Linked DNA regions of Sus scrofa: region 1 is linked to region 2. A link is a contact called in public HiChIP or PLAC-seq data. All regions are on one chromosome and are shown on one strand. Each heading gives the region's core, a stretch centred on a gene start, on an enhancer-like site or on the middle of the called end of the contact. The rest is flanking DNA. Distances are from core to core; before and after follow the strand shown.

Region 1 (6,150 bases), core at 2,408-4,907, 70 kb after region 2:
CTCATATGCTCGAGAACTAACAAAAGATGACTATTTTTCTTCTTGAGGCTTGTCAGTGAATTCCCACCCAGATTTAAAATATTATTGTAATGCAGGTGAACAGTGGAGATCTTAGAATCTCATTTCCTGCACTTACTACCTGTATGGCCCTGGAGAAATCAACCCTCCAAGTCTCGGTATCCGGCTATGTCATTATGAGGAATTGATAAGCTACTTAATGAGCAGCACTTATTATGTCAGGCACATAATCCTTGATCAGAACATATTAGGTCTCTTTCCTGTGTTGATTGGGAAGAACTGGTGTAGGTGTGTTGTAAAGGTATTTTACGAAGAAGCCACAGAAACTCAGTCGTCCTACCAAATACCTACGCAGCTCCTTCCCTCTGCACAACTTGAGCAGAATGGGTGCAGTAAGGGAGGGACATAGGAGCTGCCTTGTGGGATGAAAAACTTGTATTGCCTTGCTGCTTAGCTAGCTGAGTCTTGCTCCAGGCTCGAGGAGCAACACCTATGAGACTGCTTATACAGAGTAGTGGCTACTGTTTTTAAACTGAAAAGAAGGGTTTTGCATTTCTGGAAGGACAGGGGCCCATCTTATTCTTAGTATTTTCAGCATGTGGCACAGTCAGGGCCCCACACACAAAGATACTTCGTAAAGCCTCCATGGCCACAGAATTGGGTTTCTACTTCATGGGCAATGAACAGACCATGCCACCTTCCTAATGCGCTAGTCTATGTTCAAACTGTCATGCTCATTTGGGGATTTTTTCTATCCTACTTTTTATTTATTTATTTTTTTGTCTTTTTGTCTTTTCGCCTTTTTCTAGAGCCGCTCCCACGGCATATGGAGGTTCCCAGACTAGGGGCCTAATCGGAGCTATAGCTGCTGGCCTACACCAGAGCCACAGCAACTTGGGATCCGAGCCGCATCTGTGACCTACACCACAGCTCAACATCGGATCTTTAACCCACTGAGCAAGGCCAGGGATCGAACCCGCAACCTCATGGTTCCTAGTCGGATTCGTTAACCACTGTGCCACGACGGGCACTCCTTTTCTAGGCTGCCTTTGGGCACACAAAAAAAGTTCTCCTCAGAGAGAAAGATGAAGAGCTGATAGAATGACAACTGTGATATCAAGTGTTCCCGTGCTCCTATAATTCTGGAGAAGAGAAGAACCAGCCCTGGAGGGAAGAGCAGCTGCCCTCAAGGAGTTGAAGGACGGTCAGATGGGAGAAGGATCGCTCAGGCTGTGGACTCCAAAAGGCAGAACTAGAACTCGAATTGAGTGGTACAAGTCAACGCAAGGTGTGGTCAGGTGTAAGCAGTCAGAACTACCCAGGTCCACAAGGCCTCAAGTGTGTCGAGGTCTCCTCTGCTGAAATACTGATTCCCACACTCTGATAACTATTCTTCAGGAATATGAGAGCCGAGATGCAGCTGTTTTTTTCTTCACTTATAAAATAGGAATAATCCCAGGTTATTAACTCACAGGTGAGGAATTTGATCCAGGTAAACCAGAAGATACCCCTTTGCTAGTTTTCAGGCCTCTGTAAAGGGTTAGTTGACGTCATTTTCAAACTTTGCTGCGGATGAGAATTACCTTGCAAATTTTGGAAAATCTGGATGCCCAAGCCACATCTGCAAAGATGCTACTTTATTGGTATAAGGTATGGTTGGATCATTAGGATCTGTCCAAAACTCCCCAAGTGGTTCTAATGTACAGCAATTTTGAGAATCACCAAACTAGTTAGAGAGTATGACTCTGTATTTTAGTTTGGAATCTGATTTAACTAGAGATGTAACCTTGAGCAACTCTTTTAATTTCGATTGTTTCCGCATTCTTTATTTACTAAAAAGGGAGTGGAGGGGCAAATGTACTTCTGAAGCATCTTCCTCTAAAATTTTATGATTCTAGAGCCATGGTACATTTATGAATTGAAAGGTACTTCACCACTTTCTAGAAATAAAGAGGATCTCTGCTCAGAATCCTGAGTATCAGAGTTTCCTTCGTGGTGCAGCGGAAACGAATCTGACTAGGAACCATGAGGTTGCGGGTTCCATCCCTGGCCTCGCTCAGTGGGTTAAAGATCTGGCGTTGCCCTGAGCTGTGGTGTGGGTCACAGATGCAGCTCAGGTCTGGCGTTGCTGCGGCTGTGGTATAGGCCGGCGGGTACAGCTCCGATTCAACCCCCAGCCTGGGAACCTCCATATGCCACAGGTGCAGCCCTAAAAAGACAAAAGAAAAAAAAAAAAAAAGAAAGAAAGAAAGAAAAAGAAAAAAGAAAAAAAGAATCCTGGGAATGATTTGTACTTGGCCAGTTTCAAGAGCAGCCATAGACTCCCCTCAACGTGAGGATGTTTCTGTCACTCAGAAGACACCAACAGCATTCGGAGGGCAGGTGGTTTCAGCAGCTCTTTGCTTATATCTGGCATACATTTTATTTGAGCAGTAACTGAGGATAAAGGTGGGTTTCTTTGCTCTTTTCTAGACTCCAGAAGATACTTTGTTGCCAGAGTTAGGTCATCTGATGGATGCCTGGACATTGTTCTTGGATGGTTGTCTTGGTGCTCTTGGGAGCTTGCTGCCTTACACACAGCTTAGTAACTTGCTCACCAGACTTTTCCTCCCTTAAGCCAGGACACTCATGTTCTCTTTTGGTCTTAATATCACTTCTATCGAAATGGAAATGTGTGTCTCTTAGTCACCCTGGTCATGCAGCAACTGATGCTAGACACAACTTCATTTTACTTTTTTCCCCTGTAAGGAAAATTAAGGAGGACTCCTGTTACTAGCTTTTCTCAAAGACGTTGATTATACTGTAGGTACTTCATATTTGTTAGTGAAGCTGTATTTTCCACATAATGCACACAGAAGTAAGAATAGAATGTGGACTATCATGAGGCATACAACATCAAAATTTGATCATATTTTAAGTGTGAAACTTTTTTTTTTTGTCTTTTTAGGATGGCACCCTCGGCATATGGCAGTTCCCAGGCTAGGGGTCACCTACACCACAGCTCACAGCAATGCCAGATCCTTAACTCACTGAGCGAGGTCAGGGATTGAACCTGTGTCCTCATGGTTACTAGTCACATTCATTTCCAATGAGCCACAATGTGAACTCCCTTAAATGTGAAACTTCTTACTTTCAAAAGGGAAGTTCCTTTTGGAAGGATAGTCTCCTACTATGAATACTTCCTGAATTTCTAGTTAAAAAAAAAATTCAAACCCCATTACTATATGCACATTTTAAGATAAATCACCCAGTTAAAATCCCCACAATCTTTGGAGAAAATTTTGGAAACTTTGGATCACTTGTGAAAGAGTTAATCGTGTTCTTCCTAATCTGAGTGTCAGATCCCGACACGTCTACTCTGGGGTGTAAGTAAATACTGTAAGTGCACCATGGAAGCGGGAAAGAACTGTTTTTTTTAAAATCAGGGAGGGCCACAAAGCAATAAGAAGGATCATAGGGCACCACGTTAGTGACAAATCACAGGAGGTGGCTCTAGAAAGGTTGTGAAAACTGGTTTCTCATTGCAGGAATTGGGTTGGGCCACTCCTTCACCCCCCTTCGCAAACACAAATATTTTCATATAATAAAAGCCTGTTTCCCTACGGTTATAACCCAGCCTCCCCTCCGCTGACACCACCATTTTAAAGGGGTTTGCTGCGTGGACTCTTCCAAAGTCCCCAGGCTTTATCTCTGTCTGGTCGCTGTGGAGGTGAGGCGTCCCTTCGGGGGCTCCCGCCGCGTGAAGGGACGAGAAACACCCACTCGGATCCAGCCCCGGCAGCCAGCGGCCCGAGCATGCGCTGAGAGTATGTGCAGCTGGCCTTGGCTGCCGCCGCTGCCTCGTCCGGACTTGGCGAGGACTTGGGAGGGACAGCGGCGCTGGGAGGTGGCTTAGCAGAGACTTTCCAGCAACTGCTGCCCAGGACTTTTTTTTTCTTTTTTTTTTTTCTTTTTTCCCAGGAGGCGGCGACGGCGGCGGTGGGGGGAGAGGAAGAGAAGGAAGCGTCTCCAGTTTGAGCCAATGCAGCCCTGCGGCTCTCCGGGAGGAGCGTCCCTGCCCCGATGAGCCCCCGCCGTGCGTCCCCGACTGTCCCCCGGCGGGATCGGGGCGCGGAGCCCAGCGCCGACGGTGAGTAGCCGCGCGTCTCTCGTCTTTCCTGCCCGCTGTCCCGCCAGCCCGCCGTGGCTGCCCCCGGCGCTGTGTGCTAAACTACTTAGAGGCTGTGGCTGTGGGGCTCCGCGCCGCCAGCGCTTCCCTCCGCGCCCTGCCGGGGGCGCGCGTCCGGGTGGCGGGGCCGCTGACCGCGCTCGGCTTTGTGCTCCTCCGGCGGCTGGGAGCGCGGGGTCGCGGCCCGGGCCGGGGCCGGGGGAGGGGGACGTGAATGACTAACCCGGCGTCTGCACAGCTGCACCGGCCCTAATTCCCCTGCGCCCCTCCCCGCCCCCCCCGCCCCCGGCTAATCCATCATTCCGGGGCCGAAACATCATTTCTCACGTTCTCCCTGAGAAACCCTAGTCGTCGGGCGGAATCCCAGCTCAGCGCTGCGCCCGCTCCAGTGCCCCGCGTTCAAACTCTAGCTGTGGGATAGGGAAGGGGGGGGTACGAAGTTGGGGGGCCAGGGAACTGTCCTCATGAGAGGGACACTCTCACCCTTGGTGTCGCCGGCGGCTTCTGTGACACCTCTGGGGGGTAGTGTGGTTTCAGAACTTCGGGACAGTTCTGAGCAGAGCTGTCCCCGAGGAGGGGCGTGGACTGAGGGAGGTTTTAAAGAGCGTCTCATCAGAATTCAGAGGACACCGCCGCGCGTCCCCTGAGAACCGGAGTGTACTGCGCGCCTTCATTCATCCAGGGAGACAGCCTTTTCTTTTCCCAGCAGGTGTTATCTGAAGCCGGTTTGGAACTTTGGAGAGTTTAGGTTACTATGATAACTTTAACAAATGATTTTCGATGAAGGGATATCTCGGATGAACTAGGCTTCAGACCAGACCCTGGCTGGCGGAGGAAGGATGGGCTGGGGGTGGGGAGCGCGGTGCTAAGTCCCCGGTTCTCTCCCGCCCTCTGCAGATCGTAGCTGTTTGGCCCGCGGGGGTAGGATGTGGTGAAAGGATGGGGCTTCTCCCTCCCTGGGCTCACAATGGCCAGAGAAGATTCGGTGAAATGCTTGAGGTGCCTGCTCTACGCACTCAATCTGCTCTTTTGGGTAAGTCAGAGAGTCCAGTGCACCAACAGGTGGAGACGGCTGGACTCGGTTTCCTACAGCCACCACATAATGCGCCAAAGGGCATGGCTAAGCATTAATTAATTACATGGGCTCACACCCTCTATTTTTCAGAGAAGTAAATTTTGACCTTTAAATGCCTTTGATCTAGCTCAAGTTCCATTCGTAATTAGAAAAAAGAAATCCACCCCTGGATACTAGTGGCAGTAAAATTAGACTTGAAGTTAATCTAGGGATATAAATAAATGCACGTGCTTGTGCTTGTAGATAAGAAAAATTTGACATACTACTTAGGGAACTACTTGTTTTCAGGAATTTCAGATAACTGTGCAAGCCATAAATTGTTTCCTGACGTCATCCTATAAAATTTGGTTGGGGCAAGGAGCCTTACTATTTTTTTGGAGGAATTCATAACCAGATATCCTATCAAAAGACTAAGTAGATTTTTCTGGGATATTCTATACAGTCTGAAAAGGTGGTTTTATGTAACTATTTCTAAGTTGGCGAAGTTTTAAGGAATTTTGTGTATGCTTTTGGAAAATCCCATAACCATTTAAGGAAATAAAATACATAAAATTTAACAAGCTCATGGAAATCTTTATGCCCTATGAGCTAGTGACTTTTTATGCTTTGCACTCAGGCATGTATGTTCATTAAGTGTTATTAATAATCACGTTGTTATTTATAAAACTTATGAGGACACCATAAAAATTAAAACTTTGAATGTTGCTTGAGGAAGCTGTCATGCTTAAGCAGATAAATTTTTGTTTTACCAATTTTGTGTTCTATTAATAATTTATATTCAAAATAATTCTGTTAGAATTTTTTCAGTGCATGATTTATTTATTTGGTTGACTGGCTGGCATCGACCAGCTTTTTTTTTTATAGGTTTATGACATGTGGTCTCTAGAGG
Region 2 (6,202 bases), core at 2,812-5,311:
AATCAGAGCTGTAGCCACCACAGCCTGTGCCAGAGCCATAGCAACATGGGATCCGAGCTGTGTCTGCGACCTACACCACAGCTCATGGCAACGCCGGATCCTTAACCCACTGAGCCAGGCCAGGGATCGAACCCGCAACCTCATGGTTCCTAGTCGGATTTGTTAACCACTGCACCATGACGGGAACTCCAAAACTCAGGGTTTTTAAGTAGTTCTTCCAATGTATCCCCAAATAAACTAGATCATACTTTTAAAGGAAATCCTGAGGAGAGAGCTGATACCCATTCTAATCTAGAAGAGAGTTCTAAGTACTATAAAACTAATAAAAATTCAAAGAATTCTGTATTTATAGGCCCAATGGATGAATGAATCTAGAGTTTTAAACTAAAAAGTCTTTTTAAGAATTCTTTTAACTCTTAGGATTCTGTCCTCCTATTATCCCACCAATCTAGGTACCTAGCAATATATAAAATACACTTCAAGGCTGCTAATTTTCACCCCAGTTTGTGCCAAAATTGGAAGACAGTAAGGCTCTAAAGACAAGGCAATTTTAATTACCTGTAACTAGAACAAAACAAATTAAAAGGAAAAAACATAGATTTTAAACAACTTTCTAACTCTCTAATAAGTCACTAATCATTGAAATAATTTTCTAAATTACTAAGATGCTTTGATGATTAAAAATTCCTAGAGCTGAAGCTCTAAAATGCAATAAATCATTTTTAATTTCATACATCACATTTAAACACTAAAGAGCTATTGGTAACTTTCCCTCATTTAGATACTCCAAAAACTATTTTAAAATATCTTCCTCAGAGGGTCCCAATACTTATTGATAAACCATCAAAAGTGTTTAACATACCTTTTTGATGGATGCCATTTGCTCTTCTCTCCACTCTGGTTTATTTTTCTTTGCATTCATGAAGAATTCACTGACTCTTTGTTCTAGTTGATCCATTGCATCTAGGATATAATAAAAACATTTCACACTTAGATGGCCAAACTCATACACTGAATATACATGCTTCGACAAGAAGAAAGAAAAAAATATCTGACCATATACACTCTCTCAATTGGTAATGTAAATATGTTCTGATAATGTAAATATGTATGATGCCTTAATCACCTTAGCTTAAAAAAAGTTACAATTTTCCCTACTGACAATTTATTTTTGTTGTTACATCAAAACTTTTTCAGATAGTCAAACTAGTCAACAGTGTAGACAGATGCTATATTATAGCTGCTGAATAGTACAGTCTTGGGGTCAAAACCTAATGTTACTAAGTCAGCCAAATGTGCCAAAGTACAATTTCTCATTGGATTTCTTTCAATAAGGGATGAGATAAAAAGATTTCAACCTCTTGCTATGTACCATTAAGTAGCCCATCATCTCCCATCATGACTGAAAGCAGGGATTAATCATTTATTCACTTAATGCATAATATTATTTATTCCAGATAAGCTCTTCCTGAAATGTGTGCTAAATATAGTCATTCTGCTCTATGTCTATTTAAAAATGAAAAATAAACAAAAGGGATTTTGTTGCTCTGCAAATTGAGGAAAACCTTTTTACTGTATCATTTTTGAGATATTCAGTGCGTAACAGTCCATCTCCTAACTTATTTGACAGAGATCTCTTTTGTTAATCTATAATAGCTATTAACTTTAAACAATTATTATACAAATTCAAGTTTAAAAAAAACTCTAACTTACATATTCAAGTCCAGATTACTAAAGAACTTAAAAATTTGTAATCATGAAAAAGTATAATAGCTACCTTTTATTGAATGCTCACTTTGTATCAGGTACTATATGCTCTAATTTATCTCTATTATTTTTAATCTTCATGATGATTCTCATTTTACAGACAATAAATCCCGGAGAAGTGGCAATGTGGTCAAGGTCAATGAGTAAGTTTCTAAAGCTCTAAAATAAACTCAGATTTGCTGGACAACAAAATCCATGCTCAAGCCTATACAAAACACTTCTCTAGCAAATCTTTAGCATTTCAAATACATTAAAGTTAAAATGAATTTTGTGAGCAAGCTGGAGAAACACACAACTCAGATTTCCACACTACAATCCACTGAACAGAAGGTGGCTTCCAAGACATATTACCTTGTTTCATGCACCACACGAAACTGGCAGGAGGCTGAGAAAAGAATATTTGTGAACAATGGGTATGGAAGTATGTGTGGTGCTGGTGGGGCAGAGAAGGGAGGCGGGAGGTGGGGGATGGGGGCTACCTCAAGACTACCACACTCTGAAAGGTTCTATTCTCTGATCTCTTTCCATGATACTCTTTTCCTCCTTATCACATCCCCAAACCCAGATGTTCCCCCCAGCCTTACTTCTCTGAGAAGAAAATCTGTCAGCACAAGAAATATCCTATGCATAGTCTAAACATGGGATACATGTGATCAGGAAACATCTTCTGTTGATATACCCTATTAGACTTCCCCTGTGGCCTACAGCATAACTAATGGCATTATCTCTGCAGATATACCCTATGAAGGCCAGCCATTAATATTATTTAAGCAATTAAACAGTACTTACGTTTCTCCAAACAAGAGTGACAGACAGCCAACAAAGTACACTTGATTAAACATTTTAATTATGGATCACATTATTCACATTCTTAATTTTTAATATAGGATTTCTACAAGACAGTGGTAACAGCTATATTCGTTTCACAAAGGGGAAAGGTGTGTGAGGTTCTTTCAGAGCATGATGAGTGTACACTTGGCACTCAACACTGTTTTCTTGTTTTGAAGTGTAATTTTCCTGTACTTATCTTTTTATTCTTTATAAAGGTATTTATTCTTTATCTTCTCTGAATCGTAAACTCTTTAAAAGAAACTTCACAGAAAAAAAATGATCCTATAAACTAAATACTGCTCTATGAAAGGGCCAAGTTATTTTTGGGAAAAAGTCTTCGGATTAACAAAGTATAACTGAAAGACCAAAAGCCAAAGTTTTTGTTACAGTAGACAAGCAGCTTTACAGTAAAATCCAATTTCCTTTCTCATGTTTGATTGAGAAACTATCATGCTGTTGACAATTGAGAATGTATCCTATAATGTGTAACTTTTCAAATTGGACATTCTAAGTTCACCAGGGTCTCTAAAGAACTACATATAACCTGTGCTTCCATATGCATTTCCTCTCTTGAATTTTGACTAGAATGAATTTTAACAAATACATAAATGCCGCTATGTTCTATACGTGAAGTCTCAAGTCAAAGTCTTCGCAACATTGATGCCAACGTTCACTAAAACATATGTCTACATTCTTAATGAAGGTACAGAAACTTTTATTGTACAGTCTCAAATTCGAAAAAAAAAAAAAGGTGCACATGTGCTCTGATGCCACCTTCTTTTGTAAAAGCCAGAAGAAAAGTAGCGTGGGAAACAGAAGAGCCAAGATTCGGCATTGCCGGTTCTTTTTGACAACTCCTTATGATGTACTAGCGAGGGAGCCGGAGGAGAGTCAAACAGCAGAGGTGCTGGCGTCGATGGCAAGTAAGTCTGGCACTGAACGCGCGCAGCGAACAAGGGCAAACGCGCCGACTTACTCTGCACCTGCAGATCCATCTCGCGCATCTCCGTGAAGCGGTCCCTCAGGTCCATTGGCAGCTGCTCAATCACTGTCAATGGGAAAGTCAGTCAGAAGGGCGGGGCCAACGGCGAAAGTACGCGCCGACGTCGCTGCGTGCGTGCGTGCGTGCGTGCGTGGGGGGGGCGCGAGGGAGCCGGCAGCCCACAACGAGGCTGCCAGTTACCGTGAGAAAGAAACATCCCCCGCCTCCCCCTCCCTCCCGCCAGCCCGCCAGCCCGTCCACTCCTGCTCTCGCCCGCCCTCAGGTCCCCCAGTCGGGCCCGCCGGCGCCGCCCACTCACTTTCTAGATAGTCCTCTAGGTACAACATCGCGGCCCTTAGAGCTGGGGGAGCGAGGGGGTCCAGGGGTTTATTTGTGTCACTCGCTGTCGCCGGAGTTTTGTCCCTTCCAATATGGCGCCTCCGCTAGCAGCACCCGCTCGGCTTCGGCGGAAAAAAAAAAAAAAGAAAAAAAAAAACCCACTTTGGCGCCTGACGGCGCCTGCCTCACTGCCGCCCGGAGTGGTCATTGGCTGGCTGAAGAGGTGACGTAAGCCGAGCGGAGCACGCCCCCGCGCCTTTGTGGGAAGTGTAGTTTTCGTCCCTCCCCAGCAAGAAAGAACACGCTGGTAGTCCTCCCCTTGCAAACTACAAAAACCAGGTGCCATTGCGAACGGTGCGCAGCAGAATCTGAAATGCGGTGCCTCTGTTTATTTGTTGATTTTTGCACGGGTAGTGATGGGAGTTGTATGCGCCTACAGAACACAACTAGGAACAACTTTTCACCTGTTCTTTACTGCCGCAATTCCATGTCCTGGCGTTTATGAGTCATGGATTTCAAGTAGTGTGAGGCAAACGGCAAGGGTTCTAACGCTAGAATAATCGGCAAAGTTCGGGCAATTGGAAGTGTTCAAAACAGAACTCACTGTTGGAATTTATCCTCCGTATCCGCTCCTAAAAATATAAATGGGACATCTGGTTGGCTGACATAGAACTAAAACAGTTTACACTCAGAATATTGAGTGAATTATGTATTTACCATATTAAAAGATGCACAAATGGTTCTCAGTAGCCACTGCATTCTATTTTGCAGTCCATCTAGTCGTTCTAATGTAATTGATCTATATAGCTATACCTGCACCCGAAACATTAATAAGTGAGCAAACAGAAATAACGGGTGGAGCCTTACCATCTAATTGTCTGTCTTAGCAATAACTTAACAATAATTACGTTGAGTAAATAGCCTGTATTTGACGTCTGTAGTCCAGGGCGTTGTCTTTTTCTATCTTCGACTCCTCCCCGCGTCTGTTCAGCTGTGATATATTTAGCCCTTCACTGCTCAGTTTGTTTCCTTTTTTTTAAAAACGTTTGCACTCAGTAGATATTGGGTATTGTTATTTTCCATCTATTTTAATCCTCCACCCCCAGGAAAATGTGTCTTTAGTTCATAATTTAATGTTCTCTTTATATTTTTTAGATTGGAGTTGAAACACTTTGTTTTCTGCTTTTTCTCTCTCCTCTACATTTTCTTATACTTAAAACTTTTCATAGCTGTTCATCAAGATACTTAGCTGTCATATTGACGAATCTCAAAGGAAACTTACCTCAATCCTAATAAGAGTTACCTAGTTTATTTTCTGTACTTTGACCTAAAATCTACCGCATTCAGTCTTCCTTCCACCCTTCCTCCCTCCCTTCTTTCTTCTGGCTGCTTTTGAGATTTCTTTGATATTTTTGCAGTTTTGCAGTAATGAATCTAGGTATGAATTCCTTTATTTCCTCCTTTCCTCCTTCCCTAACTCCTCTCCCTCCCTTCTTCTTTCTTTCCTTCAAAAAACTTAGGAAAAAAAAAAAAAACAAAACTTAGAATTTAAGGGGATTCCTGAATCTCAGGAATAATGCCCTGCAACAGTTGTGGAAAATTCTCAACTATTATCTCTTCAGTATTACTGAATACTCATCAGTGTTCAGCATTCTTCTCCATACCTCATTTTTCTCCGTTATCTCTTAGAACATCCATAGGACGTCACTTTATCTTCCATTTCTCTCGGTCTTTCCTTTACACGGTCCATCTCAAATTTTTTCAATACTTTTCAGTTTTGGAAGTTCTATTTGCTTTCTCTTTTTAAGCCATTTTCTAATTTATTGTACAAATTAAACATAGTCTATACTCTGTGTCTGTTAAATTCAATGCTGAATATTTTATGAGTCTTGGGCACTCTGTTGTTTCTTCTAGCTTTTGAACACGGTGCTTGTTTCCTTGGAGGCTGTTATTTTGGACTCTACACTCATGTTCTGGGGTTGTAACGGAATTTGTTGAGGCCAGAGTTAAAACTGAGTTTTCTTAGAGATTATTAGAATTTGCTTCTCCAAGTTGCTTGGAGGCACCATCAGTCCTAGTGTCAGATTAAATTCTCTACTTGAGGTTTATTGGATTGCATAGGTATATTGAATTTGGGCCTCAAATCCAAGTGGCTTGTTACAGATTCTCAGGGGAGACTTTTTCTTCCTTTCTTGGGTTCCAAGGTCAAGACAAGTATGAAGCCCACTTTGGCCCTCACTTATTTCTCCGGATATTCTCATTTTACTTCATTCTTTCTTTTGC

The links. HiChIP or PLAC-seq counts read pairs in DNA pulled down with a chosen protein or histone mark.
Region 1: a contact with region 2 is called in an H3K27ac HiChIP or PLAC-seq map of alveolar macrophages. The contact joins the promoter of TSPAN12 here to the promoter of ING3 in region 2. A contact is called at or near these places in 2 of 5 promoter capture datasets (fetal liver and liver), 8 of 47 Hi-C or Micro-C datasets (blood, brain, heart right ventricle and 3 more) and 1 of 2 datasets of contacts at active chromatin or transcription factors (alveolar macrophages).

The regions. Positions count from the first base shown.
Region 1 is chr18:26,043,050-26,049,199 of Sscrofa11.1, forward strand. It overlaps TSPAN12 (tetraspanin 12), which reads left to right and starts at 3,658. Exons shown (of 9, transcript NM_001244673.1): 1 at 3,658-3,727; 2 at 3,979-4,147; 3 at 5,084-5,219. The coding sequence starts at 5,154.
Region 2 is chr18:25,972,438-25,978,639 of Sscrofa11.1, forward strand. ING3 (inhibitor of growth family member 3) reads right to left here and starts at 4,062. Exons shown (of 12, transcript NM_001244268.1): 1 at 3,900-4,062; 2 at 3,575-3,646; 3 at 863-963. The coding sequence starts at 3,927.